7 separate regions of the Mus musculus genome follow, and regions 2, 3, 4, 5, 6 and 7 are each linked to region 1. Evidence: chromatin contacts called from public Hi-C, HiChIP or PLAC-seq and promoter capture Hi-C data. All regions are on one chromosome and are shown on one strand. The core of a region is the stretch at or near the end of the contact, and the rest is flanking DNA. Distances in the headings are between cores, read along the strand shown.

The links. Promoter capture Hi-C pulls out the DNA fragments that hold promoters and counts their contacts. A called contact is a pair of places that touch in the nucleus more often than the background predicts. HiChIP or PLAC-seq counts read pairs in DNA pulled down with a chosen protein or histone mark.
Region 2: an H3K27ac HiChIP or PLAC-seq map of embryonic stem cells shows a contact between it and region 1, with 5 times the contacts expected there. The contact joins the promoter of Isy1 here to the promoter of Abtb1 in region 1. A contact is called at or near these places in 10 of 39 promoter capture datasets (the 3T3-L1 cell line, 3T3-L1-derived adipocytes, the C10 cell line and 7 more), 1 of 484 Hi-C or Micro-C datasets (CD8 T cells), 4 of 115 datasets of contacts at active chromatin or transcription factors (astrocytes, embryonic stem cells, extraembryonic endoderm stem cells and 1 more) and 3 of 9 other capture datasets (adipose tissue, embryonic stem cells and liver).
Region 3: a contact with region 1 is called in a Hi-C map of B cells, with 9 read pairs. The contact joins the promoter of Rab43 here to the promoter of Abtb1 in region 1. A contact is called at or near these places in 1 of 39 promoter capture datasets (liver), 3 of 484 Hi-C or Micro-C datasets (B cells, double positive thymocytes and embryonic stem cells) and 2 of 115 datasets of contacts at active chromatin or transcription factors (both in embryonic stem cells).
Region 4: a contact with region 1 is called in a promoter capture Hi-C map of the 3T3-L1 cell line, with 4 times the contacts expected there. The contact joins the promoter of Cfap100 here to the promoter of Abtb1 in region 1. A contact is called at or near these places in 1 of 39 promoter capture datasets (the 3T3-L1 cell line) and 1 of 115 datasets of contacts at active chromatin or transcription factors (astrocytes).
Region 5: a promoter capture Hi-C map of pre-B cells shows a contact between it and region 1, with 2.2 times the contacts expected there. The contact joins the promoter of Nfu1 here to the promoter of Abtb1 in region 1. A contact is called at or near these places in 2 of 39 promoter capture datasets (liver and pre-B cells) and 1 of 484 Hi-C or Micro-C datasets (B cells).
Region 6: an H3K4me3 HiChIP or PLAC-seq map of embryonic stem cells shows a contact between it and region 1, with 7 times the contacts expected there. The contact joins the promoter of Efcc1 here to the promoter of Abtb1 in region 1. A contact is called at or near these places in 2 of 39 promoter capture datasets (both in liver), 1 of 115 datasets of contacts at active chromatin or transcription factors (embryonic stem cells) and 1 of 9 other capture datasets (embryonic stem cells).
Region 7: a contact with region 1 is called in a promoter capture Hi-C map of liver, with 4 times the contacts expected there. The contact joins the promoter of Aak1 here to the promoter of Abtb1 in region 1. A contact is called at or near these places in 2 of 39 promoter capture datasets (liver and pre-B cells), 1 of 115 datasets of contacts at active chromatin or transcription factors (pancreatic cancer cells) and 1 of 9 other capture datasets (adipose tissue).

The regions. Positions count from the first base shown.
Region 1 is chr6:88,839,681-88,843,507 of GRCm38.p6, forward strand. Abtb1 (ankyrin repeat and BTB (POZ) domain containing 1) reads right to left here and starts at 2,255. Exons shown (of 12, transcript NM_030251.3): 1 at 2,089-2,255; 2 at 1,158-1,220; 3 at 1,030-1,085; 4 at 1-91. The coding sequence starts at 2,144. Podxl2 (podocalyxin-like 2) reads right to left here. Exons shown (of 8, transcript NM_001347327.2): 7 at 3,827; 8 at 2,877-3,296. The coding sequence ends at 3,087. Gm15612 (predicted gene 15612) reads left to right here and starts at 3,174. Exons shown (of 3, transcript NR_045880.1): 1 at 3,174-3,416; 2 at 3,801-3,827.
Region 2 is chr6:87,836,142-87,840,193 of GRCm38.p6, forward strand. Isy1 (ISY1 splicing factor homolog) reads right to left here and starts at 2,618. Exons shown (of 11, transcript NM_133934.4): 1 at 2,503-2,618. The coding sequence starts at 2,505.
Region 3 is chr6:87,809,569-87,813,539 of GRCm38.p6, forward strand. It overlaps Rab43 (RAB43, member RAS oncogene family), which reads right to left and starts at 2,211. Exons shown (of 3, transcript NM_001039394.1): 1 at 1,779-2,211. The coding sequence starts at 1,976.
Region 4 is chr6:90,426,663-90,430,416 of GRCm38.p6, forward strand. It overlaps Cfap100 (cilia and flagella associated protein 100), which reads right to left and starts at 1,818. Exons shown (of 17, transcript NM_173775.3): 1 at 1,717-1,818; 2 at 776-881. The coding sequence starts at 827.
Region 5 is chr6:87,008,095-87,012,095 of GRCm38.p6, forward strand. Nfu1 (NFU1 iron-sulfur cluster scaffold) reads left to right here and starts at 1,742. Exons shown (of 8, transcript NM_020045.3): 1 at 1,742-1,865. The coding sequence starts at 1,807.
Region 6 is chr6:87,729,546-87,733,371 of GRCm38.p6, forward strand. It overlaps Efcc1 (EF hand and coiled-coil domain containing 1), which reads left to right and starts at 1,324. Exons shown (of 8, transcript NM_001159697.1): 1 at 1,324-1,995; 2 at 3,129-3,391. The coding sequence starts at 1,348.
Region 7 is chr6:86,848,079-86,852,040 of GRCm38.p6, forward strand. Aak1 (AP2 associated kinase 1) reads left to right here and starts at 1,427. Exons shown (of 16, transcript NM_001378654.1): 1 at 1,427-2,137. The coding sequence starts at 1,975. It overlaps 2610306M01Rik (RIKEN cDNA 2610306M01 gene), which reads right to left and starts at 1,362. Exons shown (of 1, transcript NR_028298.1): 1 at 329-1,362.

The DNA.
Region 1 (3,827 bases), core at 1,005-3,504:
TTGTAGTCTCTCAGTGCACGGCGAATAGGGTCGCTTAGCGCTCCGTAGAGACACCGCTCTCCATCAAAGGTGTTGGCCTCACAGCGGGCTCCTACAAAGCAATGCTCATCAGTCAGAGTCAAGGGAACACCTAGTCTGGGGAGATCTCTGGCCTCCCCAGCTCCCCAGAGGCCCTTCCTTGCCACAGAGGCCCAGGCAACCCTTCGGTCCTTGGGAAGGCCAAGGCATACAATCTGTGCACTTAGATGTAGGCATACTCATGAATACACATGTAAATATTGGACTATATGCAGTTAAGGCCAGACTGAGGGGCTGGCCCTGTAAATAGCCATCTTGGTGACTAGCAGATCCCTGCCCCAACTGAACCTAGTGGAGCCCATGCATAGTTTATTATATGACAGCCGGCATTATTACAAAACAGAACCAAGGGTGACTATGGCAGTGGCAGCCACATGGGGAGAACTGTGAAGTGAGGTGGCTAAGCACAGGGACTTGAAAGAAGCGGGAGATGCATAGATCTAGGAAGGAACTCCAGTCTAAGCAGGAAGTACTGCAACTGAGAAGACCCTGAGGTAGGAGATGGGTAGGTCTAGTGGGGCAGCCAGCAGGTGGGAGACCCAAGGAAGGCAAAGTGAGAGGAGGTCAGAGTGGGTCTCACAATGTAGCCCTGACTAGCTTTGAACTTAAGATAATCCCTGTCTCGACTTTTCTCTCTCCCAATAATTTAATTGCAGGTGTGGGCAACCATGCCCACGTGCTTTTATCCCAAACACTCCCATCAGCTTTGCTGTGGAAAGATCCTCCTGCCTGCAAATATGGAGATCAGAGAGTCAGTTTAGCAGACCAATGGTGGTACAGTACAGGAGACAGCCCCAGAACTGGCCTGGGTGTCAAGGGTAACGTGAGAAAGTGGATAGAGGGTTAGAGAGTACTATGTGTTGACTTTAGGGAGTTAACAAGAAATCAAGGGTGCATACAAACATGGAGCAAGGTCTCAGAGCTTACAGGCAGACCCTGACCCTCTCTCACCATTAGCCAACAGGTAGCGCACCAACTCCTCATGCCCACAGAGGCAGGCATAGTACCTAGGAAAGGGGGAAGCTGTCAGTAGGGTAGGCCCACCCTGCCCACCCAGCTACCCCACCGCTCACACTCACAAAGGGGTGCTGTCCCACTTATCCCGCACGTTCACCTCCACGTCTCGCTGCTCCAGCAGGTACCTGGGCAGGAAGTTCAAAGCCTGGGTCAGAATTGCTTCTCATCTGGGAGAGAGACAACCAGGAAGGGGAAGGAGGCCACATCTCTCTGGGCTAGGGAATGCCTCTGAGAAGGGTAAGGCCTGGGACTACACAGGTCTGCAAGGGTCTGCAACTGTGAGTTGGGTGATGGCTTCATGGACAGAGGCCAAGCCCCAGGTTCAGAAGGCTGAGAATTTGGTCTTTTAATATCTGGGAGAGAGAAGGTGATGGGGCCCCTAATTCAGCCTGGGGAGCCAATGGCAGGGAAGTCAGAAGAAAGCTGATGCAGGCACTGGGGGCGGGGAAGGAGGGGAACAGAACAGATCTATGGAAGAAGTGGAAAAAACAATTGATAAAATGTTGAGGAGAAGAGGTCATGAACCAGAAAGCGATCACTGGGACATGGCAGCCCAAGGAGGCTATCTGAGGCAAGACCTGAACTCTCAGAGCTGCATTCAAATTGAGGGACGGATCATTAACTCTGAGGTGGCATCTGGTGTCGGAGAGAGCTGCAGCTTGGTCACATCTGTTGAGGACCAGGGGACTTGGAAGGAAGGGCCATGGGAGAAAGGAGTCTATCAAAGAAAAGGGTCAGGATCCTTCTCTTCCCTGCCTGCCCACGGAGATCACGGTCTCGGCGCCAGGCTGGTAACTGGCTGCACCAGCGGCGCCTGCGCCTCTTGGAACCTCCACGGAGAGGAGTCGTTTCCCTGCACCGAGCTAAGTAAGGGACCTAGAGCCCGATCTCCCTGACTCGGTCAGCTTCGGGAGCCCCACGGCGCCCAACCCCACACCCGTGCCCGATAAGCCCTGCGGACGCCTGCCCGCCTCCTGCACTTCAGGTTCTCACCGCACACGGCCCACGTCCCCTTTCCTGCAGCTGGCAAACAAGTCGCTGGTATCCATGGCGAAAGAGACTGGACCCCCGGCCGAGTGATCTCGGGAGTCGTCTGTGCCCGGCCGGATGTAAACACTCACCGCCCCGCCCCTCGCGGCACGGCCTAGCTATGCCCGCCTGCGACTCCGCAGCGGCGCCTGCCGCCCGGAGGACCGTCCGGCCCGAACCCCGCCCTCGCATCCAGAAGGCCGCTCCCCAAGGCCGCACCCAGTAACCTTAACCACGCCCACTTAGCCTCTGGGGACTTCTAGCCTTCACCCCGCCCACCCGTCTAGAGGACAACTCAATTCCCCCAGGTTCCGCCCACTCGCCCGAAGAATAGCTCACTACCAAGACCCCGCCTCCTCAGAAGAGCTTCACCGGAAGAGCAGTTCGCTGCAGGCCCCGCCCACATTTCTTGGGATCCGTTCTGAAAACAGCACCTCCCACAGGCTTGGAACGCTTGTCAGTCCTGAGTCTAGCTCGGTTCAGGTCCCGCACATCAGGCCGAGGCCTCGCCCACCAGGACTTTTCCCAGCCTACTTCAGGCTCAGCCCACCCGGCCTGGTTCCACCCAGATGACCTTATACTCCCTACCCTCCGCCCACATATCCCTAACCACGCCCACAAACTCCATGAAATTCCCAGCCCACCCGTCCTTGGCCACGCCCAGCCAGCCTCCCTTGCCCCACCTACTCCTCCAGGCCCATCCCACCCACTCCCCGGAGTGCAGCCCTCGGAAGGCAAAAAACAGGCGTGGAGGCGGAGCGGCCCGCGCGTCTTAGCGGCTTTAATGGAGTCCTGGCGCGGGGAGCGCGCTGGCCTCGGGCAAGCGCTCGGGGCCGGGCAGGGCGGGGTGGGAGCTGCGCCGCGGTCGCCTGCTGCGGTGGGGAAGCATAGTGGTCCGCGTGGAGGACCGGGAGGGGCGCGGGGCCGTGGCGTCGGGCAGTCTCGCGCCCGTGGCCCGGCGCTCACAGGTGAGTGTCCTCCTCGAACACGTCCGAGTCCTCAGGGTCGCGTTTGCTGCCCATGAGCGCGCTCCAGCTGCTCGGGCCGTTGATGGCCCCACCGTTCAGGCTGGGCTGCTTCTCCTGCATCTCCGACTGGCTGTCGCTGGCCACGTCCAGCGTGGGATTGTCGTGGCAGCCGTTCTCCACGAAGCGCAGCTCCTCACCGTGCGACTGCAGCAGCAGGAGAGAGCGCTAGGCGCGCACAGTGGTTGGCCACGCCAAGCCCCCAGGGTACTACTCCCTTGGGGCCCAGGATACAAGTGCCTGCAACTCAAACCTAAACCTCTGCAGGTAAACCCTGTGACCCCCTTGGTGTCACTTGATCCCTTCCAACAGCGCATTATACATGAGACAGCCCACTCAAAGCATACGAGATAGGGCAGAATGTGCAGGGCCTGCCCCCTTTCTCTTGTGCAGGTTGCAGGAGCCTTTGGCTTCTAGGACTGAGGGGAGCAGCTGCTCTCAAGCCTTGCAGAATGGGGCACTGGGGTTAGGAAGAGCTGGAGGAGAGGAGGGATCCCTTGGTGAGACTTAACTCCCCCTCACTGTGTATCTCCTCGAAGACCAGGCTCAGAGAGGGTAGATGGTGGCACTGAGCACAACTGAGTTGGTACAGGTTTCTAGGTGAGGCTCTTGGGTAGCACTGGGTGATACTAGCCACACTCTGCCCTACAGTCCTAAGCCCTCCCTGGCCTACTCACC
Region 2 (4,052 bases), core at 1,368-3,867, 1.0 Mb before region 1:
GGGAGGATGTTTTGCTAAGAACAGACATGTGGTGTTGTCTGAAGGCAGTCTGGAAAAGGGGAATGTGATGTTTTGATAGAGTAGACGCTAGAGAGAACATGTGATGTTTGGAAAGGATATAAATGTAGTCCAACAGACAGTGGGTGATGCTGGATGGTATTGGTAGGCCTTAGCATTCTTTGTCAGTCATTGTTTGTCATGACTTCATAGAGGAAAACAAACCAAAAAAACTTCTGGTGATGTTCCAGCAGCTTCTTGCCACTTCTGCAGATTCAGGCCAATTGCCAGAGCCTTGCAGTTTCTTCTGGATCAACTCGCCGCTGCTTACTCATGAATGGTATTTTCCAGTCCCGCCATTGCTGACTCATGATGGTATTTGTGAATGGATCTAGCTAATACTGCTGATCTGTGTAAACTAAAATGCTGATATCCTGACAATGAAAATTAGATTTGCTCCAAAGAACTATTTCTCAACAGGTACACATCCTCCTCTGCTCTGTTAATCTTTCCTTTCCACTGCCTCTGATGGATGATGGACTAGAAGGGACATTAAAACATTTAAGAACCCTCATTAAAAATAGGTTGTAAAAAATCTAAACCTACCATTGGTTGGTTTCTGGCTTTTTGAGACAGCATATTCTGTGTAGCCCTGGCTGTCCTGAGACTTGCTCTGTAGACTAGACTGTCTTTGAAGTTAAAGATTGGCCACCTCTGGCTCCCGATCTTTGGGATTAAAGGCATGTGCCGCTGCCATCACCAGGCTGGTTTTTATTTTTTAAAATCATACACATGTGCAGAATGTACTGTGATCATATCTATTAACCTCTCTGACCCCTCTCTCACTCCTGATACGATAACGTATGCACCACCATACACCACTCTAACCAGAAAACAGCCTAGTTGTCTGTCTGCTGCCAGTGGCTATCAGAGGAGAGCATCAAGACTGGCTTTTGCAAAGTGATGTTCATTTAAGTGCTGCCGCAGCAGTGTTAAGTCAATGGTCCCTAAATGTTACACAGGATCAGGAAGAGAACAGTTTTTTTCAGTTGGATTGTGAACTACACAGAAAGCGCACCTGCTGAATTTGGAACTAGAGATTTTGCTCCTAGCTCTTCCTCTCACCATCACTGAGACGTGGTCTCACCAAAATCTAAGTTTCCCTTCACAGCACATATTGTAGCTTTTATCTTGCAACGTTATGATGACTTACTCAGATAAACGCATGAAGTCAAGCAGAAACAGACACACAGTCTAGAGAGTCAGCAAGATGAGTTTAATTTAACTTGCCCTTCAGATTGCCCCTTCCAATCAACTCTGAAAGGAACCTGGCCAGTGGAAGGTGGATATATGAACATGACATCAATACAGGACACACCCTCCTTCAGAAGTAGCTGTTCAAGACCACTGTTTCCTCTCCTTTTTAGGTTTCTGTTCTCAACAGTCTGTAGTGTCCAAAACATCCTCTGTAAGCATTCCATGGCTTCCTTAAATGTTTATGCATCTGTTTTATTTAACAGGAGTATGTATCTGTTTGCCCCTATGTATGTGTAAATACCACCCCGCCCAAAGTGTATTAATGTTTTTTTTCTACTTAGTATTATAAAGCACAGACTGACAAGAAGGCCTATATATTTGAATGTGTCCATATTTTGCACGTGGTTATGCATATACTTACACCTGATCCTTAAACATAATTTGGTATATGCATATAGATAAATATCTACCAAAATGGGCTGGTTTTGTAGATAAGACTATACAGATTTCAAAGACATCAATAAATCTCAGAAGTATGAAAGCCACTCCGTATACTTTTAAGGGGATTTTTACCTTTAATTTTTTAATATTTTTTGTATGTGTATGAGTGCTTTGCATGTATGCATGTAAGTGCACCACATGAGTGTCTAGTGTCACTTAACAAGTGGGTGTTGGATCCCCTAAAACTAGAGTTTTGGATGATTGTAAGCAACCATGTGGGTGCTGGGAACCAAAGTGAAGTGGTTTTTGATCACTGGGCCATCTCTCGAGGTCCACGGACACTTTACTTTGAAATTACTACAGTAACTGCGCCTCTTTGAACCAACACTGTGTCTGATCTCATACTTCCATATTAAACGCTTCTTGAGTGAATGAAACCGAGAATCACAACCTCTCAACAGATCAGCCCATCCTATTCATTCACTCACGGTTATGTCACACACGTCTAGAGAATGTCAGATTCTGTCCTCGGTTTCAGGCAAGCAAAGGCGTGGAGACCCTGCCCTTTAAAAGGTCCTATCCGTGGAACCTGAGAACGCCCGGGCCGTTCAGTCTCTACGCATAATGTGCTTCACCCAGACTGAACCACCAAGACGCAATACAGCTCCCAAACTCAGTTTTCTTGCCATTTCTTACAGCTACGCCAGGTGGGAAAAGAATCCCGGCATAGGCCAGGGAGCCCGAGGCCGCACACTGGCCCAGACCTCGGGTCCCCCGTGAGCCCCATCCCTTCCCCAACGCACTCACCATGGTGCCGGCGAGGGCGCCCTGGCGCCGCTCTGCAACGCAACGTGCTCAGGCGCCCGGAACAAGGCAGGCAGACGCGGGAACGGAAAACAGCGGACAGTCTGGTCTTTTTGTCGGAAGACTAAATGGAAAGGACCGGAAATTAAGGACCGGAAGCGAGGGAGGGAGGACGAGGGAGGGGAGAGAATTGCAGTGGAGCTTCGGTAGGCGGCTTCCCGCCGACGCGTGTCCAGTGCGTCATCCCGCGCCTAAGTCAGCAAGACTACGCTTGCGCGGCAGGAATGTGTGCGTCATTTGTCGTTTGGTTTCGTTCTGCTGGTAACTGCGGTCAAAGATTCGCCTGCCTCTGCCCTTCCTGAGTCTTCTATGACAGCAGATGACCTTTTTGAAAATGACTGCACCTCTCTGAATGCACTGAGTGTTCATAGCCCCTAGGGACCCTGCGTGGAGTTCTGTCACCTGCCTGGACCCGCCAGGCGCAGGCACTGGGGCAAACCATAGCCATTGGGGCGAACCTGTCTTCCTGGGAGGCTTCTTCACCGCTGCCTGCCATTTACCTGGAGCTGAACAGTGACTGAGACTATGATCGTCCTCCTTTTAAGAAACGTGTATAATTATCATTATTCTTTATTAAAGGTGGCTGTTTCCATGAAACTGACAGATGTGATCGTGAAAGAAACATTTAAGCCAAGGAATCAGCTCTCTCTCCACACATTCCCAGAAGGCAGAGACCACATCTTTTAAAATACAGAGATGCGGTGGTGGCGAACGCCTTTAATCCTAGCACTCAGGAGGCAGTGGCAGGCGGATTTCTGAGTTCGAGGCCAGCCTGGTCTACAAAGTGAGTTCCAGGACAGCCAGGGCTACACAGAGAAACCCTGTCTCGAAAAAACAAATTAATTAATTAATTAAAATAAAATACAGAGATAAGGCCAGGCTTGTTGGCTAATGCCTTCAATCCCAGCATTTTGATGGCAAAAGAGGCCAGTTTCTGTGAACTGGTGGACACCCTGGTCTTCATAGAGAGGAAATCCAGGCGAGCCGGGGGTGCATAGTGAGAACTTGCCTCAAAAACTAAAGAAAAAGGCAGCTTGGATCCCAAGACTCAGAAGGCAGGCATATCTTTGAAGTTTGAAGCTAGTCTACAAAGTTAAGTTCCAGGATAGCCACACGAAACGACTCGAAAAACAAAAACGTAATGAGAAGAAAATGAAATACGGAGTAAGGTCCAGAGAAGAAAAAGCTACCTGGAGCAAGTGGGAAGTTAGAGACTACGTGAGTCACTTAGCAGAGATGGATTCTGGAAATGGTGGTGGGCTCTCCCACTGAGTCAACACTAAGGAGAGTACCCTGTCATAGTCCATGCAAGAATGTTACCACCGTGCATATAAGACCAAATTAGAGTCCCTTATTAGTTGGCAACTAGTGGGCAGGCTCTTGTCCCAAAGCACACTGCATCAAAGCTCAGGTATACGGCATTTATTGAGCTAAAAACCAGTGACATTTGCAGTCAGATGTAGGTGACAGGAACCAGAATATTTGTTTTGGTA
Region 3 (3,971 bases), core at 961-3,460, 1.0 Mb before region 1:
ATGCAAAGAGCCCGAAGTTCAACCCTCAACACCACAAAAAGAATAATTACCAGTAACAATGGCCTCCAGCCTGTAGAACACACCATTAAACAGCTGACTCACAACCGCTTATAGAAAGGACAAGCAACAGAGCTTTGAGGTATCACCACACAGATGCAGCTCTGCTGCTCCCAGGCCCTCGAGGCTGCCTCCTGGGAGGAAAAGCTGCAGTGACCATCAGGAAGGGAACTAACTAGCTGCACCATAGTGTATTGCATAACCTAAGCTCAAGTGCACAGTCCATCCAGGGCTGCACTAGGTGACAGGTTATCTTCACAGGTAAACAGGAATACTGCCCCGTCCCTGGCCAGTCAGCACAGGGATCCAGCACAGGGATGCTGGGCACAGGCCAACAGCTTTTCAAAGGGGACTCATCGTCTTTATGTTTCTGTTTTCATACTGCGCTTTGAATGCTGACTACTGGCATTATCGGAAGGCACCAACTTGACCACAGACATACTCCACCCATGGCAGCCCTTCCCTGGCCACCTGCTCCAAAGGAATGGTCCAGAACAGCTAAACCTGCCTGCCTGCTCTTGGCCCTTTTCCACCTCAAGGAAACCAAAATACACTGAAACCCAAAAGACACCCAAAAGACCGTTTAAAACGTTGCAAGCAAATCTCTAGAGGCACAGTGGTCATAAAAACAATGATTGTTGACTTGCTTTTTTTTTTTTTTTCTACACTATGGGACAGGAGAGAGGCAACACCCAGAAATTATCCCAACTTTATAGAAACAAAGAACAAAGTATTCCAGCCAAGGGCAACAGAGAACAGGCCTACAGCCACCCAAATGAGCAGCGAGCCACACCAGCAACAGGGTCAAAAGACTCCCATCCTCGGGCTTCACGTCTGAAAACACAAGACTGCCCCCACCCAGTTCTCTTTAAAGCTGTCTTGAAGATCCTTGTGAACCAGAAACCGTGAAAAACGGCAAAGGATTTCTGCAGGGTGGAAATCAGGAAAGTTACTAAGAGCCTCTGTGCACAAGAACAGCGCTGTGTCCTGTCCAGGATGCTACCTTTTTTTTTTTTTTAGGGAGGACAGACACCTAGGTTAAGAAACTTGATTTCATTCATCACAAATATTATTTATCAAATCATTGCCAGGACATTGTGACAACCACATCCTGCTGTTTCTGCTGGGGTCATTGCCAAAGTTTGCTTCTCTCCCCCACCTTCCGGTATCTGTGATGAAGTTTTCGGTTTCTATCAACCCTTAGTCGGGGAGGCCCCCCACCCCCACCCCAACTCCGCGCTGGCCCTGGTGGAGTGGAGTTCCACCACCGGGTCCATAAAAGAGACCGCGGGGAGGCGTGGCCAGGGAGGAAATTCTGACAAAAACTTTTGGACCTCCGGTCCTAGCAGCCACTACTTCCTGGTCCCTCCCGGTCACGGGGATGTCGTTATTTGGCTGAGTGCTCCCCAGAGGGCCGCGCAGGGAAGGGTCTGTCCCGGCATGCGTGGCGCTCACGGAACGGCCCGCAGGTTGCCTTCCACCGCAAGTTGTTTCGAAGGAGTCCCCAGGCTGAGAGACGGGGGGGCGGGAGTGGGGTGCAGGCTTCCTCCTCCACGCTCTGGCCGCCCACTGTCACCACTCCCAGAGCCCAAGGTGGTGCTTTCGGACCTGAACCCAGCACGGACATCAAGGCCCAAGCCCGTTCTGAAAGAAGGGGAAGCCGAAGGACTGGCCGCGAACCGCCCGCCGGGAGCAAAGCAGCGGGCCGCGCCGCCTCCCACCTTGACCCGCTTGCCCTGGATCTCCAGCGTCTTCATGGTGAAGTCGACACCGATGGTGCTGCCCTGACGCGCCGAGAAGGCGCCGGTCTTGAAGCGCTGCACCACGCACGTCTTGCCCACGCTCGCGTCGCCCACTAACACCAGCTTGAACAGGAAATCGTAGTGTTCGTCCTGATCTCCCGGGCCAGGGCCCGCCATGGCTCCGCGGGAGTCCTGGGACGCAAGGGCCCGGCTTGGGCTAAGGACAGCCGCGGGCCGAGGTCCGTGTGCCCTAGCCGGCCCGCCGCCGGGCTACGTGGAGCGGCGGCGGCACCTGAACGAGCTGCACGGCGGACCGATCGACCGTCCCGCTCCGCCCCGCCCCGCTCCGCTCCGGAGCCCCGAGGACTCGGCTCCGCCCGGGAGCGCACCGCCCGGCCCTCCGCAGCTCTCTGCCAGCCGTCGGTGCCGTGCCGGCCCACGGCTACCTCAGGCCCGCTCGTGCGCCGCCTTCAGGGCGGGGCGAGCCTCCCTGATCCCCAGCACCGCCCATCTCCCGCCACTCCGCCTCTGGGTCCCGCCCCCAGGACCGCCCAGTCTCCCCCTCCCATAACCAACACCTCCTAGCCTGTCAGTACAGTCCCGACCCCCCAGCACTCCCTCTAAGCTTCTCACCTCCCCGATCCTTCTCCGAGCACCGCCCGCACCCCACCACGGCCAAAGCCTCCGACCCTTCTCTCAACACCACCCCAATCCCGCCCTCAGCACCGTTCTTTCTCACTTCTCAGCACTTCACTAACCCGGACTTAAGCCCGGTGCGGATTCGCTGTCAACAACGCCTTGATCCTCTATTTGGTCCTGACCCCGCCCTTAACATCTCTTACCCCGCCCTAATCCTCCGGAGCCTCTTGGCTTGGACCTCGCCTTAGGCACTGCATCCAAGACGGAAATCCACCCGCACCTTTTCGTAGCCCTGGAGCTAACTCCTCCCTAACGCCTCTCAACTCAGCTCTCCGCGCCTCTTCAACTCCGCTTCGGTCCGCTGCGCCCCCATAGCAGGCTTTGGCCCCTATTAGGTCAACAACTCGTTATAATCGCCAGTTCATCATTCCCTAACCTCATGCCCTTCTCAGCCGGGCCCCACGTCCACCCCTCACTGACATGCCTCCGTCCCTCGCCTGGCCTGCACCCAGTGGGGAACAGGCAAGAGTCGTTTCGGGGCAGGGGACAGCTATGGCTGACAATGAAGGGCTGATGAGGCAGAACACAACTCAATGTTCCCTCTTCGGAGAATGGAAAGTTCTGGTGACACACAGTAAAGGCAGCTTCCCTTAGGTGAAAAAGGAAGACAGAGGAAATGAAAATCCTTGAGGGCAGAATGGCCTAGAGTTCCATTTGGAAGAATTGATAGAGCAGACAGGAGTCCAGTCAAACCTGGGGTGGCTGGGAACAGGAGTCCTGGTCCCAGCCAAACACCTCCTGCACAAGGGAAACCTGTGAGTCAGCCAGCTCAGAAGTTTGGCCTGAGAAACCTGAAGTCACAGAAATGGGACCCAGATGTCTGTAAACAGTTTGAACTAGATCAAATAGGCCCCATCCCTAAAAATGAGAGAAAGCTGAGAATACTCTAGCTTCTTTGGACAGCCCCCTTAGGCCCTGCATGGCTATTTGATTCGATAGTTTTTTAATAATGGCTGTTGCAAGCCAAACATTGTTCTAGGGCCTTGAGATCCATCCATGAACGAAAGGCAAAATCCAAGACAAAATCCAAAACTTCCCCAGTAAGGAAGGGAAGAGGAAACTTAAGGAAAGCAGAGAAAGCAAGCCCCCAGGCACCATCTCCACAGGCCCTGTGAGCAGCCTCACTGGCCAAGTAGATGAAAGGCAAAGGCTGAACCTTGGAGAAAACAGAAGAGTTTGTTCTGAAACAGTTGGAACTCCATGGCTGTGAGAAATGCCCAGCAGTTGCAGCCAGGACCCCCTAAAGTGCTGTGCAAAGGAATTCCAAGAGCCATGCTTTGCACACTCATGGTAGTGGAGAACTGCAGCCTCAAGAAACTGCCTCCATCCCAAGACGTGCACTGAACCATAGTGGTTTCCTTCCTGAAGTTGGCTGTGGGGTGGGAAATACCCCTCAGACAGGCCTAGCTCACACCAAGGGAAAGGGGAGTGCAAAGGCTGAGAGACTCGGGAAAGCAGAAGGGTAGTTAGTCA
Region 4 (3,754 bases), core at 568-3,067, 1.6 Mb after region 1:
TTTTTTAAGCAGAAGAAAAAAGAAAAAGAAAAGAGGTGGCTCTGATTTGAAAGCTGAAGGGAGCAGACAATGCAGGAATGATAACACTGTCCACCTCACAGTTTCCTAGTGTGAGCACTGACAAGCATCCATGTCACTTGACCTGGGGACCAGCCAGCTCTCCTCCTCTAGACTCAGCCTAGCAGCCACAGCAGAAAAGAAGTAGAGAGGCTTGCTTTTACAGTGGCATCTCTCCCTACCTGCTACTGTCTACTATGTGTTCTTTCAAGTTCATGCACGGAAGTCCGTATCCCCACAGTACCTCAAAATGCAGCCTTGTTTGTAAATAAAGGCCATTGCAGATGTGTTTAGGAAAGCTGAGAACATTCTAGCATACACCCAAGTTCACAGTGATAAGAAGGACGACACTGGGGCACAGACACACACTGGAGGAACTCTATGGAAGAGCAAAGGCAGAAGTGGGTGGCGCCCTTAAGGCCAAGGGCAGTCAGGATGCCAAGTGCCCAACAGAAGGCAGAGGCACCTGGGTCAGACTCTCCACAAACCTCAGAAGGCACCAGCCCTGTGCTCCTTTTTCTCATGGCAGTCAAAGCTGTGCAACAGGCTTCTACCAGCTAAGCCATGAAGCCCTAGGTGGGGTTCTGCATCACGATAGCCACAGGAAAAGCATGCACAGTGTTGCTTTAGAACTACGTCAGTATTTGAGTGAGTTTACACCAAACTGTCCCAGGGTTCCTTTTGCCCTCCAGGAGCCCCCACCCAGCTCAGTACTTACTGTCTTCAACCATTTTCACGGAGAACCTAGAGGACCGTGCCTTGAACGCCATGGCTGAGGACCAACCGGTGTGCAAAGCTTGGCCTTAGCTGAAGCAGATTCTCGCCTGGAGAGTGACACAGTACTTGAGAGGATGGTTCCCCCAAACCCACAGCCCACTTTGAACTGAGTGACTTGCATTTCCACTATGTGGACTAACACTGCCTATTCCCTGTATCCAGGTTTAATGGAATCTACTATTCCCCTCCTGGGCAAGGCTGGCCCATATCTTCCTGTTCTCGGAACACACCAGCTTTGGTCTGCCTGGAGCCTCTGGGGAGCCTCTCACCTAGGTGAGGTTGGAAGGGTGAGGGGCGGGACTTCTCCCTTTAAAACTGGGCTCAGATGTCACTCTGAGAGACCTTCCTGCACCAATGCATGTAATGACCCTTCGTTTTCTTCTTTACAAGGTCAAGTGGTTACCTCTTACAAGACTTTTATTGCATATGTCTTCCAGAATGCAATCTGCACGGAAGCAAGCCCTCTGTTCCACCTGTTAGAGCTCCCGACGCTATGCTATGCTAGGTTCCCTTCAAAATGAAGTGAGTTTTCCTGTTTGCAGAAGCTCAACTAGTGTTCCAAATCTCAACGAAGCAGGGCCGAGGGTGGAGCCCAGGATTGCTTGCAGTCTGAGCATCTCTACCTCAGCCAAAACACTACCAGAGAATCCTGCCTCCTAACACCCCAGCTTCTCTTGGCACACCACACCCTGGGGCAAGAATGCAGCAGCAAGGGAATGGACCAGTGCTTAAATGGGGCCTGTCATAGATAAAGTGGAAAAGAGCACCGAAGGACGCAAAGCCTTGCAAGGGACCCAATAGAGTATTTGATCTCGGACCAGAGCCCCACAGCCACCCCGCTGGAGCCCACCCCCAAGCCCCCTGGCCCAGCCCCGCGCGCACCAACCAGCCGCGTGCACTCAGCTTGCTCCGAAGCCTCGGTCGGCAATTCTCCAGTCTTCTGGTCCTGAACTGCGTTTGCGACGCCAAGGCAACTATTCTCACAGGAGCTGTGATGTCATAAAGCCCCGGAGGCGGGCCCGGGCACACTGGGCGGGCTGGCGGGCCGGCGGGCGCGGAGTACTGTGCAGGACTGTGGCAGCTAAAGAGCAGAAGACACGGACTCAGGGAAGGGACAACGACTAGAAGCAGAGCGATCCGGGTTGTTGCAACCCTGCAACCCGGGGACAGGGTACGTTTGCCCAGCGCACTAGCTTCTTTCACCCCCAGATTCTCCTGCCCATCCGTAAAGGATTTTGTTGCAGCTAGGGCACAGACAACAGCCTGGCTCTTCAGAGAATATTTAGGAGTCTTGGGGCCGGGGAGGACGACGGTAAAACAGTCTACAGGCTAGGAATGTGCCAAAGACAGTCTCCCTTAGCTCCTGGCGCTACTCAGGGTCGCTGGCGCCACCCAGTGGGTGGAGAGATAGAACCAAGGCAAGAAGGCCAGGGGTAGGAGTGTAGAAGGATCCTGGAATGGGTCAGGGACCCTTGAATCACCAAAGGGACAGTATCCCGCAGGGCAGTCCAGCGCTGGGCATGGGGGAGCCAGGAAGAAAGGGTGGGCCCTGCATATGTGGTTTGTTGGTTTTGTTTGTTTGTTTGTTTGTTTGTTTGTTTGTTTGTTTTTTATGCAGCTAGTGTTAAATACTCTTTGCAAGCAAGTGGCTCCCTGCCTGGTGTTGGAGGAGGGCCCTTACACTGTGGTCTAGAATTCCCAATATTCTGGCCTCAGCTTCCCAGTAGGCTGTCAAAATAGCCAGACAAACTACAAAACAAAACAAAAATAATAGGAAGAAAGAAAGGAAGAAGAAAGAAGAAGGAAGAAGGAAAGAAAAAGAGAGAAAGAGAGAAGGAAGGAAGAGAAAGAGAGAGAGAGGGAGGGAGGGAGGGAGGGAGGGAGGGAGGGAGGGAGGGAGGAAAGAAGGAAGGAAGGAAGGAAGGAAGGAAGGAAGGAAGGAAGGAAGGAAGGAAGGAAGAACAACAGTAAAACCTGCACCAGGTTTGGAGTGCTTATTTATTCAACCAGTCAAGCAAATATTTCAGAAATCATTCATCTTTCACACCACGAGGGCTTTTACGAATTTAGAAAAATAAGCCACCAAAAGAGAACAAATGAGGGTGCTACCATTCCTGGTGTTAGCACACCTGTCCTGAGTCCCCGGTGAACCCTCACAGGGTGTCCTTTAAGCCAGGTATTGTTCTCAGCGCAGATCCATTCAGTACTTACTACCATCCTGATGACTAGGTCCGGTTCTGAACCACCACCCCTCAGCATGAGGAACCAATGTGAGCCTAAGATCCTAGAAGAAAGGCACACTGTGTTCAACATTGTACAAGCCAGAGTGATCGGTGAAACCTCAAAGACTGCGGAGAGTTGGAATGCTGCAAATCTAGAGCCAAAATTATCTGAGGTAATACTAGCCCTCGAAACAGCCACTGTGATTGACAGAACATTCTTGTAACTGTTACATAACTCTTCTCGGAATGTTCACACCTCTAACTTCTACCAACACAAAGGCCGAGAATGTCCTCAGATGGCATCTGAGGCCCACAGCAGAGAGCTCCACACCCTTCCTTGTAACCCAAGTCTGTGTTCCTCGGCCATAGCCGCTCAGTGTTTGGCTAGTTACTTCCTGTGAAGCAGAGCTGGTTTTACGTCAACACCGGTGAAGGCAGTTACCCAGACACGCTCCAACTCCCACCTCTTGTGGATCTTATGCATTATTCAAAACGATGTGTCTCGTACCAGAGATCGGGGAAGCCTGGAGGCGTGCTCGGTAAAGACGATAAGCTTTCTGCTGTGCCTCTTGGTTCCTCGGAAGGTTAGAGAAGAGATCATCTAGAAGATGTGGCATGGTATGGAAATTTAAACAAATTTTTACTTACGGGGTGGGAGAGCTCAGAGGACAACTTAGGGGAGTGGATTCTCTTTCCAC
Region 5 (4,001 bases), core at 492-2,991, 1.8 Mb before region 1:
AACTAAAAGAATATAGCAATAAAAATGACTCTAAACATTCCACTAACAGCCAAACAATATGCAGAGAATGACAGACCTTGAAACACTCAGCCCTAAGTAGGACCTCTCCATCAACTCTCTCAGGCAACCTGCAAAGCTGAAAGGGTGTAAGAGGCAGAGGAGATGGAGAACACCAAGAAAACAGGCAGGCTTGGCATCAGATGGGGTCAGCCCTAGAGCTGAAAGAAGAAGCAGGCATCTGTCTCCGTTCCTGAGCCATCTCAAGTTGATTACCCCTTGCAAATGAAAATCTAGATTTCTCCATGGGAATCTCACCGTGGGGGACAAACTATTCCTTTTATTTATTTATTTTATGTATGTGAGTACACTGTAGCTGTACAGATGGTTGTGAGCCTTCATGTGGTTGCTGAGAATTGAATTTTTAGTATCTCTGCTCCATCCGGTCGGCCCACTCGTTCCGGTCAACTCTGCTCACTCAGTCCCTGCTTGCTCCGACCCAAACGTTTACTTATTATTCTACATAAGTACAGTGTAGCTGACTTCAGATGCACCAGAAGAGGGCTTCAGATCTCATTACAGGTGGTTGTGAGCCACCACGTGGTTGCTGGGAATTGAACTCAGGACCTTGGGAAGAGCAGTCAGTGCGCTTACCCATGGAGCCATCTCGCCGTGGAGGACAAACTATTCCTAAGTGTAGGCCACGTGTCCAGCTGTAGAATGGTCAACAAAGAACCAGCTCACTGGCATCTTTGAAGGTCCCTGGTCACATAATGTTAAGCTAGGACTTTGGGTTTGTATATTTATTTAATTACACATTTTTGTTTACATTACATTGTTTTTGTTTTTTATTTTATGTATACATATATTTTACAATTTTTCTCTCTTTCCCTTTCTTCATCCCTCCCTCCCCGCTTTGCCCTGTAGGTCCCTTTTCATATATATTATGGCTTCCAGTGTTGTCGATAGCCCTGGGGCTAATTATATTTTATGTTAATTCCGTTTTCCTGTGTGTGGTTTTGAACAAGGAATGAGTCAGCGCTCAGGTGATTTCCTGTAAACCTGCTTCCCACCTTAATTTGTAAAATAAAGGAGAGCTGATGATTGGGCAGATAAAAGGGAAGGTGGAATGGAAGGTGGAGAAAGAAGAAGGAGAAAATGGATGAAGGAGAGGACGCGGAGGAGGAGGAGGAAGAAGAAAAGCGGAGCAGAAGCACATGGCCTGGAGAAACTGCAAGCTCTAAGGGGTCTCATAGATGTGGAAGATGGTCGTGTAGCGGTAGATCTGTCCAAACTAGGTGCACATATGTATTCATATTAACTGTGTTGTGTTTTCATTGCTGAGGCATATTTGGATTGGAGATTTACCGCAACATTCCAGCTTTGTATTTTCACGGGACTCTTGCATATGTGAACAAGTGTGTCTCTGCACTTATATGCATTTCTTGAACTCTTTTCCTTGTTTGTTTTGTCCTATTCTGATGTGTTAGGTTTTGTTATATCATATATCATATATTCCCTTAGAAGCCTGTTTGTTTTCTAATGAGCGACAGAAAGGGGGTGAATTCGGAGGGGAAGTGTGGGGAAATTGGAGGAAATAGAGGGAAGGGAAACTGTAATCTGGATATATTATGTGAGGGAAAAAAATCTACTTTCAGTAAAAGGAGGGCGGAAAGGCCACCTGCAGCACCGCCCTCAACTTGTAAGGAACCGGCGTCCCCGGACCGCCCTCTCTGCAGGGCCTGAGTCTGCGTAGGACTTGGAGACAAGAAGGAGGCGGGTCCGCGCAAGCGCACTGGCACTGAAGTGATGGCGGCGGCCGAGCGGGCATGGGGAGCAGCGGTCGGTGTAGTCCGGCTGTGCAGGCGGTAGGTGTTGGCTCCCTGGCTAGCAGATCCCTGTCGCTGCCTTCTCACAGGCAGGAGCTGGCGTCTGAGGGACCCTTGTCCTGGCTCCAGAGCCCGAGGCCAGCCACCTTCCACGGATGTCCCTTGTAAATCCCACGGGAATGTGGCTCCGAAGGGAAGAGCGGTCCCGGGGTTGTGTCGTGTCCTGTCGTTCCCTTTCCAGGGAGATCACGGCTCGGAGAGAAGTGAGTGACTCGAGGAAGTCCACCGCCCAGGCTTGTGCGAGTGCGTCCTGTTCCTCTTCTAGAGCCACTCCCTCAGATATCTGTCAGACCCGAGTGTGACAACTATAGAAAGGGGCCTGACAGAATGCTGATGCCAACTTGAAGTTTCAAATGCATTTCATCAGGCTAGCATAGAATCCCTCATCATCTGTCATCCCAATACTTGAAAGGTGAAGGCAGGAAGACCAGGAGTTCAAGGCCAGGTTAGACTATTTATGAGACACCCTCCACCACCCCACCACCCCCGTTTTAAAACTCCTAAATGTATCTCATAAAAATAGCAGATTAACAGAAGGATTTTGTGGGTTACCCCCTGCCCACCTGTTTTCGATGACTCCCCTTCAGTTACTTTACTCAAGATCGGTTAGACTTCAAAACTTCCTGCCAGAGTATACTTCTGGTTTATCCACGCTTGCTGCTTTTTCCCAGGGTTGAAGGAATATTAGGGTGTTTCCAAATCCTGGAGTATCCACTCCATTCACTTAAAGAATAGTTACTAGTTACCACGTAGTGATAACAGCTACCATTTACTGAACGCTCACTGTGTGGCCTGGTGTGGCCCTTATTGCTAGGTGTTCCTTAGGGAGAGTGATCTACAATGCTCTGCACGCCTTTTGTTTCAAATGAGTGCGTCTAATAAGGATGCAGCACATAGTCCTAGCATAAGAGAGCAAGCAGCCAGAGGGCACAGCACCAAAGCAGGTACACCATCCAGCAGATCAGGCCGGGGGAAACCCCAGGATCCAAGACACTTACTGGGGACTCTGGTTGCCAAGGGTCTTCTCCTGGGTATGACATTTAATTAGCTATTTCTGTCATCGGCATTTTTTTTTTTTTCGATTCTCGAGACAGGGTTTCTCTGTGTAGCCCTGACTGTCCTGGAACTCACTCTGTAGACCAGGCTGGCCTCGAACTCAGTAATCCGCCTGCCTCTGCCTCCCGAGTGCTGAGATTAAAGGCGTGTGCCACCACGCCCTGCTTGTCATGGGCATTTTTATAACATGGAATTTGAACAGTAGCTGAGTCTTGTATTTTGGGAAGGTGCCCGGGAGTGACTTAGTTCCCAGCTGTGTTCAGGGGCTGGTTTTGCTCCTGTTCTGGTCTCCGATGTTTTTACTCTGTTCTGGTCTCCGGGGCATGATGTTTTTACTCTTGGACTGTTTTGCTCCTACAAAGGGTCTTGGAGGACAATTTTAAGTATTCACTTAAGGCAGGTGGATCTCTGTGTTCAAGGCCAGTCTGGTCTACACAGTGATACCCAGTCTCAAAATTAAAAAAAGAAAAAAACAAAAAAAAAGGGGGGGAACTCAAGTCAAGTCTTTTCAGATAATTTCCCTTTCTAGCCGGAGTTACTTTCCGAGCTCCATTCCTTTTTAATTGGATGAAGGTTTGAGAATAGCCAGTCAGTGCTCCTCTATCAGAGTGAAGTGAAGGTCCGACGCCTGGCTAATGCTCCCTCCCCAGCAAGTATAAAGAATGATGGCTGCTCTTGGCAATTGCATGTGTTCTATTAGACTTTAGACTTTGAATCGTTGGGATGAAGCGGGTGTCCTTTATCCTAACTATTTCAGTGGCGTTTCTGACTTTAAATTTTGGGACATCTGTACTTCATGAGATACCATGGGGATAGAAACTATGTCTAAACGCAGAACTCGTTTCTTCACGTGCACCTTACCCATCACGGAAATTGCATGCATTGTTTCTAGTGAACTTTGGAAGGCAGGCCCCTTACGTGGGGCCAGGTATGAGATGGGTTGAAGCTTAGAACATTTCAGGTTTTTGCTCAGGGATGCTCATTTTTTACCTCCCCCCCCCCCTTTCCCCAAAAGGGCTTTGCAAATGCTAGGCAAGCACTGTCCCATGAGCTGCACTC
Region 6 (3,826 bases), core at 74-2,573, 1.1 Mb before region 1:
GATAACTGTAACATACTAAAAACTGTTGATCTGTACATCTTACAGTGCAATCTCCCATTTCAGCAAAAGAGCCAGTGCACCGATAGCAAAGGGTTCACCATCACCAGAAACAGCAACCAGATGTTCTGTGGCTGCCATTCCTTATGTGCATCCTTGTAGAAAGCATCCAGTAATGTTCTGTGCAGTGTTGTTATTATCACATACCATTCATTAGTCATAACAGTCACAATAACTGCTGTAGCGTGTTTCCTCGTTTATCCCTGTTCCACGATTTGTCCTGCCTGGGCCCCTGCTGAATATCAGCTTCTAGCCATTATAATCAATAATGTGGTCAATGAACATGCTGTGCATGTGGTTTTCCAAGGTAGAAGCCAAGGTATGGTATTGTACATTATTCCGTTAAATTGCCATTGGTTTTATAATTAACATATATATGTACACATGTATATCCAAAATGCTTGGGATGTCTGATTCCTTCCCGAAGTGTGTGGAACAAAGGACAAAGTGCTGGTCGGGGGTGCTATAATGGAGGAAACAAAATGATAATGCTTTTCAACTGGGATTTGTACACAAAACAAGATCTGCTTATCTAATAGTCAAGGGCCGCTGAGTTTGCTCTTCGCTCCAATATGGCTGGGTAAGGTTCCCATGGCAAGCGCCAGACGGAGTCAATACTACATTTCTGTGAAAGAGAGAAGAAAAGCCAGTTAGCTCTCAAGAGCAAGCAGGTCTGCCCAGCATCTTCCAGAATCAAGTTCTAGGGCACCAAAGAAAATAGTGGCCAAACAACTGTTTACCTCATCCCAGCCAGCGGAAGGAGCTCAGGCCAAGCAACCACCTGGAGCCCAAAGGTGGCCGCGGTAGACAACCACTTTCCTCTCACCAAAACTCTAACTTCATCCACGTCCAAGTTTGTTTCCTCCTCGGTTCTAGTTACGAGGAGGGAGGGAGAGCTTAGGAAGCAGTCTGGAGAAGAGGCAGAGAACGGCCGGCCGAGGGCTGGGAATTGCAGAACACAACAGCAGGCGCAGGCGCTCCAGCCTCTGGTGACAATAGCGGAAAGGCCTGGAGAGGGCAAAAGAACTGAGTCAGGAACTGGTTACAGTGATGGGGATGGGGATAGGGATGGGGAGCGATGGGGAGTGCAGGTCAAGGCCATTACTAGAGCGCGTAGCTCCAGCGCCTCCCATCGGGACAAACACAGACGTCCTGCACAGTCCACGCAGCTGCCTGGATACGGTCCCGTGCCTCTCTGGCCTGACCGTGGCCGCCCAGCCCCTCCCTCCGCGGACGCGGGCGGCTGTCTGAAGGCGCCGATCTGCCGAGAGAAACCGCCAGGGTTTGGGCATGGAGAGCTCGGCGGGTGACCCATACCGGCGACCTGCGCGGCGCACTCAGTGGCTGCTGAGTGCCTTGGCTCACCACTACGGGCTGGACCGCGGCGTGGAGAATGAGATCGTGGTGCTGGCTACCGGTCTGGATCAGTATCTGCAGGAGGTTTTCCACCACTTGGACTGCCGGGGAGCGGGCCGCCTACCGCGCGCCGACTTCCGTGCGCTCTGCGCGGTACTGGGGCTGAACGCTGACGGGGAGACGGCCACGGAGGACGCAAACTCCGCGGAGGCGGCCTCCACGAACCCGGCTGCTGGGATGATCGCTGGCGGGGACGCGGACGTCAGGGAAGAGGCGCGCCTGGCTCTGCGAGCCGACCCTCCAGAGCTCACCTTCCGCCAGTTCCACGCGCGCCTCTGCGGCTATTTCAGTAGCCGAGCGGGGCCCCGGCTGCCCCGCGGAGCTCTTAGCGAGCACATCGAGACACAGATCCGCCTCCGCCGCCCGCGCCGCCGCCGCCGGCCTGGCTCACCGAGCCTGCACGGTGGCGCCTATGGCGAGCGGGTGGCACATCTAGAGGAGGAAAACAGTAGCCTACGCGAGCTGGTGGAGGACCTACGGGCTGCGCTGCAGAGCAGTGACGCGCGTTGCCTGGCCCTTCAGGTGCGAGGGATGCCTCGGGTGGAGACAGAGACGCCCCACCGCGGCCCAGCCCCTCCTCAGCTGGTTCTCTCCGTTCCCCATTCCACCCCCTTCATTCCAACTTCCACCCCAATGTATCATTCCTTAAGATCCCAACTTCCTACCCAAGTCCCTTCTAATCCTAGAAGGAACCTGTTTAAGTAGCCAAGTAGTGATGGGTCAGCACACATCCTTCTTCGGGAGGTTTAAGGAAAACAAAGGACTGACTGCCCTTCCCCAAGTCAGCGAAACTTGTTGAATCCCTCACAGCCAGGCCTCTAGCCCAGGTGAGAAAGACAATGATGGCCAGCAATGAGGGCCAGGCTCACTCTGAGCTATTGAGGTGGAGCCATTGAGTGAGCTGGTCTCTGGGATCAGTCAACGAACACTTGAGCCCTCGGTGTTCAGTGTAGCTCAGGTGACCAGCTAAGGGAGAAAAGGGGCCCTTATAGGCGTATAGGAAGAGGACCTGCGTTACATTGGTGTCTCCTGTCTCCTAGTTGCTGCAGAGTACAACTAGGTGTCAAAGTGGCCTTCGTGGTTCATATGTCTGCCAGGAGAGTGTAAGATGGGGCAGAAGGAACCCTGGGAGTGCGTAGAGTAGTGTGTGTGTGTGTGTGTGTGTGTGTGCGCGCGCGTGTGTGTGTGTGTTGCCTGAGACTAGGTCTCTCATTTAAAAGGGTCTCTCCGTCTTTCACGCTCAAGTGCCTACTGGGCACATTGTCCCAGCTTCCTTTATGCTTTGGAACACTGCAGAAAACAAAACAGATCAACCCCGTTTCCAAGGACAGTCCAGAGCACAGATCTCAGAAAGGGCGGAAATTTCAGTCTGCTCTTTAATCTGTGCCTTGAGTCCAGTGAATTAGGAGCAGCGTACACTGGATGCAGGAATTAAGCCTAGAAGGCACGACTTTGGGGGATTACTGTCACCATGCAGAAAAACAGAGGGTGGACTTCCTGTCCCAACTTCCCTCGTGGGGGGTGGGGGTGAGGGGTATTGCATACACTTGCTTTAGCCGCTTGTGCCAGTTGCTCAGTGAGCTAGCTTTGTGGTTGTAAGGGGATGACCCCGTAGACTTCTGCAGTGGTCACTCACTGTGGCTTCCCGCGGACAGGTCGGCCTCTGGAAAAGCCAGTCGGACATCCCAGAAGCGGCGGCGCACGAGCTGCAGCGAGCGCAGGGCGCGCTGGCAGAGGCGGAGGCGCGCGCCCGGCGGCTGCAGCGCGGACAGGTGGAGGTGCGGCTGCGCACCGAGGAGGCTCGGCAGGCGGTGCGACGCAGCTTGCACCGAGTGCGGGAGCTGGAGGCGCTGGCGCGGCGTGTCCCCTGCTTGCAGCGCCAGGTGCAGCGACTGGAGGCAGAGCTTAGAGGTTACAGGTGAGCGGTGAGCGGGGCAGCAACTGGGGGGGGGGGGCGGGGAGCAGATGGGGCGGGGTGCTGTTTCCCAAACCTAGGCGAGCATCCACGCTACGCACTCTAATGTTCATTCCGGTCTTCAGCTATTCGTACATATGATTCTTCCATTTTGTAAGTCAGTACTCCACTACCATCCATCGGCCCATCCATCTGTTTACGCTCCTGTTCATCCACGAAATCCTTTCACTTGTTACTCGCGGATTGCAATCAGTGATACCCATTTTTGGCTCTTCAGTTTGATCCTGATTATCACTGACTGCGCACTGTGTACGGGCGGGCCCAAGTAAAAGCACTTTATGGGCTTGTTTCAGTTCATCCTTAGGAAACCCAGCGAAGAGGGACCTGTTATGATCCCATTCTTCAGATGAGGAAACAGATTTAAAGTGACCTTATGTG
Region 7 (3,962 bases), core at 177-2,676, 2.0 Mb before region 1:
CTCAATATTCAGATTAACCAAGAGCCATCTTTTTTTGTTCTATTTTTCAAGACAGGGTTTCTCTGCATAGCCCTGGCTGCCCTGGAACTCATTCTGTAACCCAGGTTGTCCTCGAAATCAGAAATCTGCCTGCTTCTGCCTCCCAAGTGCTGGGATTAAAGACGTGAGCCACCACTGCCCAGCAAGACCCATCTTTTTTTATTTCCTGGGGGCCCCCTTCTAGATCTTCCTCAAGTGCCTGAAGTAGAAATTCTGGGATGAACTGCAAGAGGGTAGTTGCATCTTTAAGAAGTGTGGGGAGCTGGTGGAAAAATAACCTATACTCAAAAAAGAGAAAAAACCATGTATTTCTTGGGGGAGAGGGCAGGGGAGGCAGGGATTTGGCACGACAACAACATCTTCTGTGAAGCAATCTAGGAGGAGAGATCTCAATTCCTTTCCAAATCCTTAGCATTTGACAGGTGCCAATCACACAGCCCTGTACTCTATCCGCACCCAAGCGATCCTTAGTAAACACAGCATCTTCTTGCGAAAGATTCTGAAGAGAAAGCAGTAGGTGTGTCTAAAGTTCCCTTTAAAGGCGTGAATATATCTGGTAAGGACCAGGCAAATCTGGGTCGGCAGAGGGCCATGGTTTGGGGTGGAGCCCAAGGATGGATGTAGCCTGGTCCCTAGATGCTCCGTGTACTGGATCTCCCGCAGTTCCTTCTTCGACCCTCAGGCTTCTCAGTTCTCATCGTGGTCGGGGACCGGAAGACACCTGCTTTGTTTCCTTCAGCACCGAGATTCCGCTCGGCTCCCTGCTGGCATCATACCCACTTCTCCCCAGCCCCCAAGCCTTCAGTACCTCCGCTCCCATGACGTCGGGGAACTCCCAAACCCAACTGGGGCGAGGCAGCTAAACCGCGTCCTTCAGGTGTCAGTCCGGACTCCTGTGAAACCACAATTCCCAGAGTGCCTCTGTCCATGAGGCCAAGCCATAGATAAAATGGCTACAGAGAGTGGGACGTGCAGCTGGAAAACTAGTCTCTGGTGACTTTAGCAGATGTACTTAAATACCCGAAGCCTCACTTCTGCACCACTCCACTATCATCTCCAGTCCCTGGAGACGGCGTCCGAAGGTGCGCTCGCTCCCGGGGCATCTTGGGAATTGTAGTCCAGATGCCAGATTACCCCGAACTACTCTTCCCAGGGTGCTCAGCGGCAGGACTACGGCAACGCTCTCTTCCAAGTGTCTCTGTCCCGAGTTCCACTGCTCTGGTTCCCTTCTTGCCATCGGTTTCTTTCGCTCTGTAGCTATAGCTGGTGCACCTGAGACGGCCCCTGAGAAGGGGCTGTGCGGCCCTGAGAAGCACTTCCGGTGGCAGGTCACTTCCGGGTGGGTGGTCGGAGCCGACGGGCGCGCGCGCGGGGGAGGGGCGGCCTCAGCGCGGCGCTCGGGGATCAGCTGGCGGGCGGGCGGGCGCCGAAGCGGCCCCGGCTCTGCGGCAGCGCCGCCTCCTTCGTGTCGCAGGCCGGCGGCCGTGGCCATGTCGCGGGGCTGGTAGCTGGGCTCGCCGCCGAGCGGCCGCTAGTGGGTGTCCGGGGCCCGGGGCGGGGGTCCGGGCAGGGGTCCGGTGCGTTTCCAGGGCTTTCCCGAAGAAAATGCACGCAGCGTTTCCTCTGGATGACGGCCTGTGCTTTCCCTAGGACCCGGCAGTTAGGCTCTGGAGTGTGTTACTGATTCATCCTCTCTCTGCCTCTGTCATCGCAGGTTTAAACTTAAACGATCGCTCCCCGAGGAGGAGGGGACCCGCCGCGCGATTGACAGTCTATTCCTGCAGGCGCCGTCCCTCAGCCCCCACCCCACGGCCGGATTCCCGGGGCTCTGCTCAGGGCTGAAACCGGAGAAGAAATCCTTAGATCTCTTTTCTTTACAACAAATACGAACCTAGAAACCATCGGCATTTTGCCTTGGCATTTCATATTGGAAAGATGAAGAAGTTTTTCGACTCCAGGCGGGAGCAGGGGAGCTCTGGCCTGGGTTCAGGCTCCAGCGGAGGAGGGGGCAGCAGCTCAGGCCTGGGCAGTGGTTACATCGGAAGGGTCTTCGGCATCGGGAGGCAGCAGGTCACCGTGGACGAGGTGTTGGCGGAAGGTATGTTGGGAAGCCAGTGCGCGGTGAATTAATCTCGTGTGCTGATGTGGCAAGACTCTGGTTTCTAGTTGTATGAATGGGTTTTGACCAACTGACCCTCCCTTCCCCCTCTGCACTTTCCTTGCGAGTCATTGTCCTTGAGAGAATTAAAACTCAGACTGGGAATTGACAGGGCTTGGGGGGGCAGTATTGCCCAAATAGTTTACCTCAGTGGCCTTTCATTTGGGTGGGTGGGGGGAGCGCGTGGAGAAATCTCTTCCTTTGACCGAATTATTCGGATCCTATGTGTGAAGTATAAGTGAAATGCAGGGTGGTGGTCTTGCCATTTCCCTGAAACTTTAAATTCTGATGCGGAGGCTGAAGGGTGGGGATGGGGAGAGATCTTAAAGGAGAGGGGGGCTTCTCCCACCTAACTTTCCTATTTCTTTAAGTAGGTAGCCAAAGAGGATTTCTCTGGGGACAGGAATGCATTTTTTGGTGTTTTGGTTAGGTTTGTTTCTTTACCCAACTGCAGTGAGGTCCCCAGGATGTGGCTAAGATAAAATCATAAGCGAATGAGATGGTTTTGAACTCAGACGCCTAGGCCTCTTTTCTCCTTTTAGTTTCTATTAAGAATGACTTAGGATTGGCTCTGGTTTAGTGTTCTCTCAGTTGGAGAGGATGCTGTGTGGTTTCTCTCGGTGTGTGCTCGTTGGTCTATCTGTGCTCCTGCAGATACATATTTTTCTGCCCCAGGCTTTAGGGAAAATCTTGAGTGTTTCTTGGGTAACCTTAACCTCGACCTTCGTAATTATGCCAGACTGATACTTTTCACAGCTCATTGCCTGCTTACTGTGCTTTTATTTTTAATAAAAGCAGCAATTTCCTTGGCATGAAGCAATTTAAACTAATTGGATAGGACCAGTCTGCTGTAGGTTGCGTTACAGCCTGCCAAGGCTTGGGTCTGGGGGAGGCCTCAGTGAAGGCAGCATGGTGGTAGAGGCTAGTCTATCAGCGAGGGAAGGAGGAATGAGAGCTAAGCAGCCCCTTCGAAAAGGAGGCTTTTGCAAGCTGAGGTTGAAGGAAGGACCTCTACCTGGGCCTAGGAACTGCCTGTCATGGTGAGTCTTGTAGGGTGGTGGACGGGTGGGTGGGAAGAGGCCAAAGCTGTGTTAGACTTAGTTTGTGTAAGTACTGGATTTGGCAAGGCCCAGTTTCTGAGGATACATTGAAGCCTATACTTAAAAAGCACAATTTTGAAGAGATATCTGATAATTTCCTTGTAAATTACTGCTGCTTTTTTTATTTTTTATTTTCCATTCTTAGTATTGTTCCGACTGGACTTAATCTGGGCCTGAGTTACAATCCTTTCTGAACCTTTCCTTGAGGATTCTGGTGCAGGGTGGGAGATGCTGCTATGTCTGCTGCCAGATCTGTACCTTGGAATCTGAGCTGACTCTTATCCTGTAGCCAAAGTCCTTGACTACAGTGGGGGGTGGGGAGGGAGAGGGGGGTGAGAGAGAGAGAGAATGAGGAAGGAGATGAGATCAGGAGGATGGCCTCAGAGCCCAGGAACATTTTTTTCAGCTAGGATGTTTTCTCATCACGTGTTGCCCTAAGCTTTGCTTATTCTCTGAGTCTGGAAGAGTGGTGGGAAAGAGAAAACACAGAATCAGCCTTTGTTTTCTAGGCTTCCCTGGAATTCATCCTGAGAGCTGCACATTGTGCATTCTGATATTTTAAAAAGTAGAACTTTGGGCTTGGATCTGTTGATTCATTCGTTTATTCATTCAGCCAACAGTCACAGAGTGCTTGTGATGTGGCCAGTTCTGTGCTAGGCTCTGGG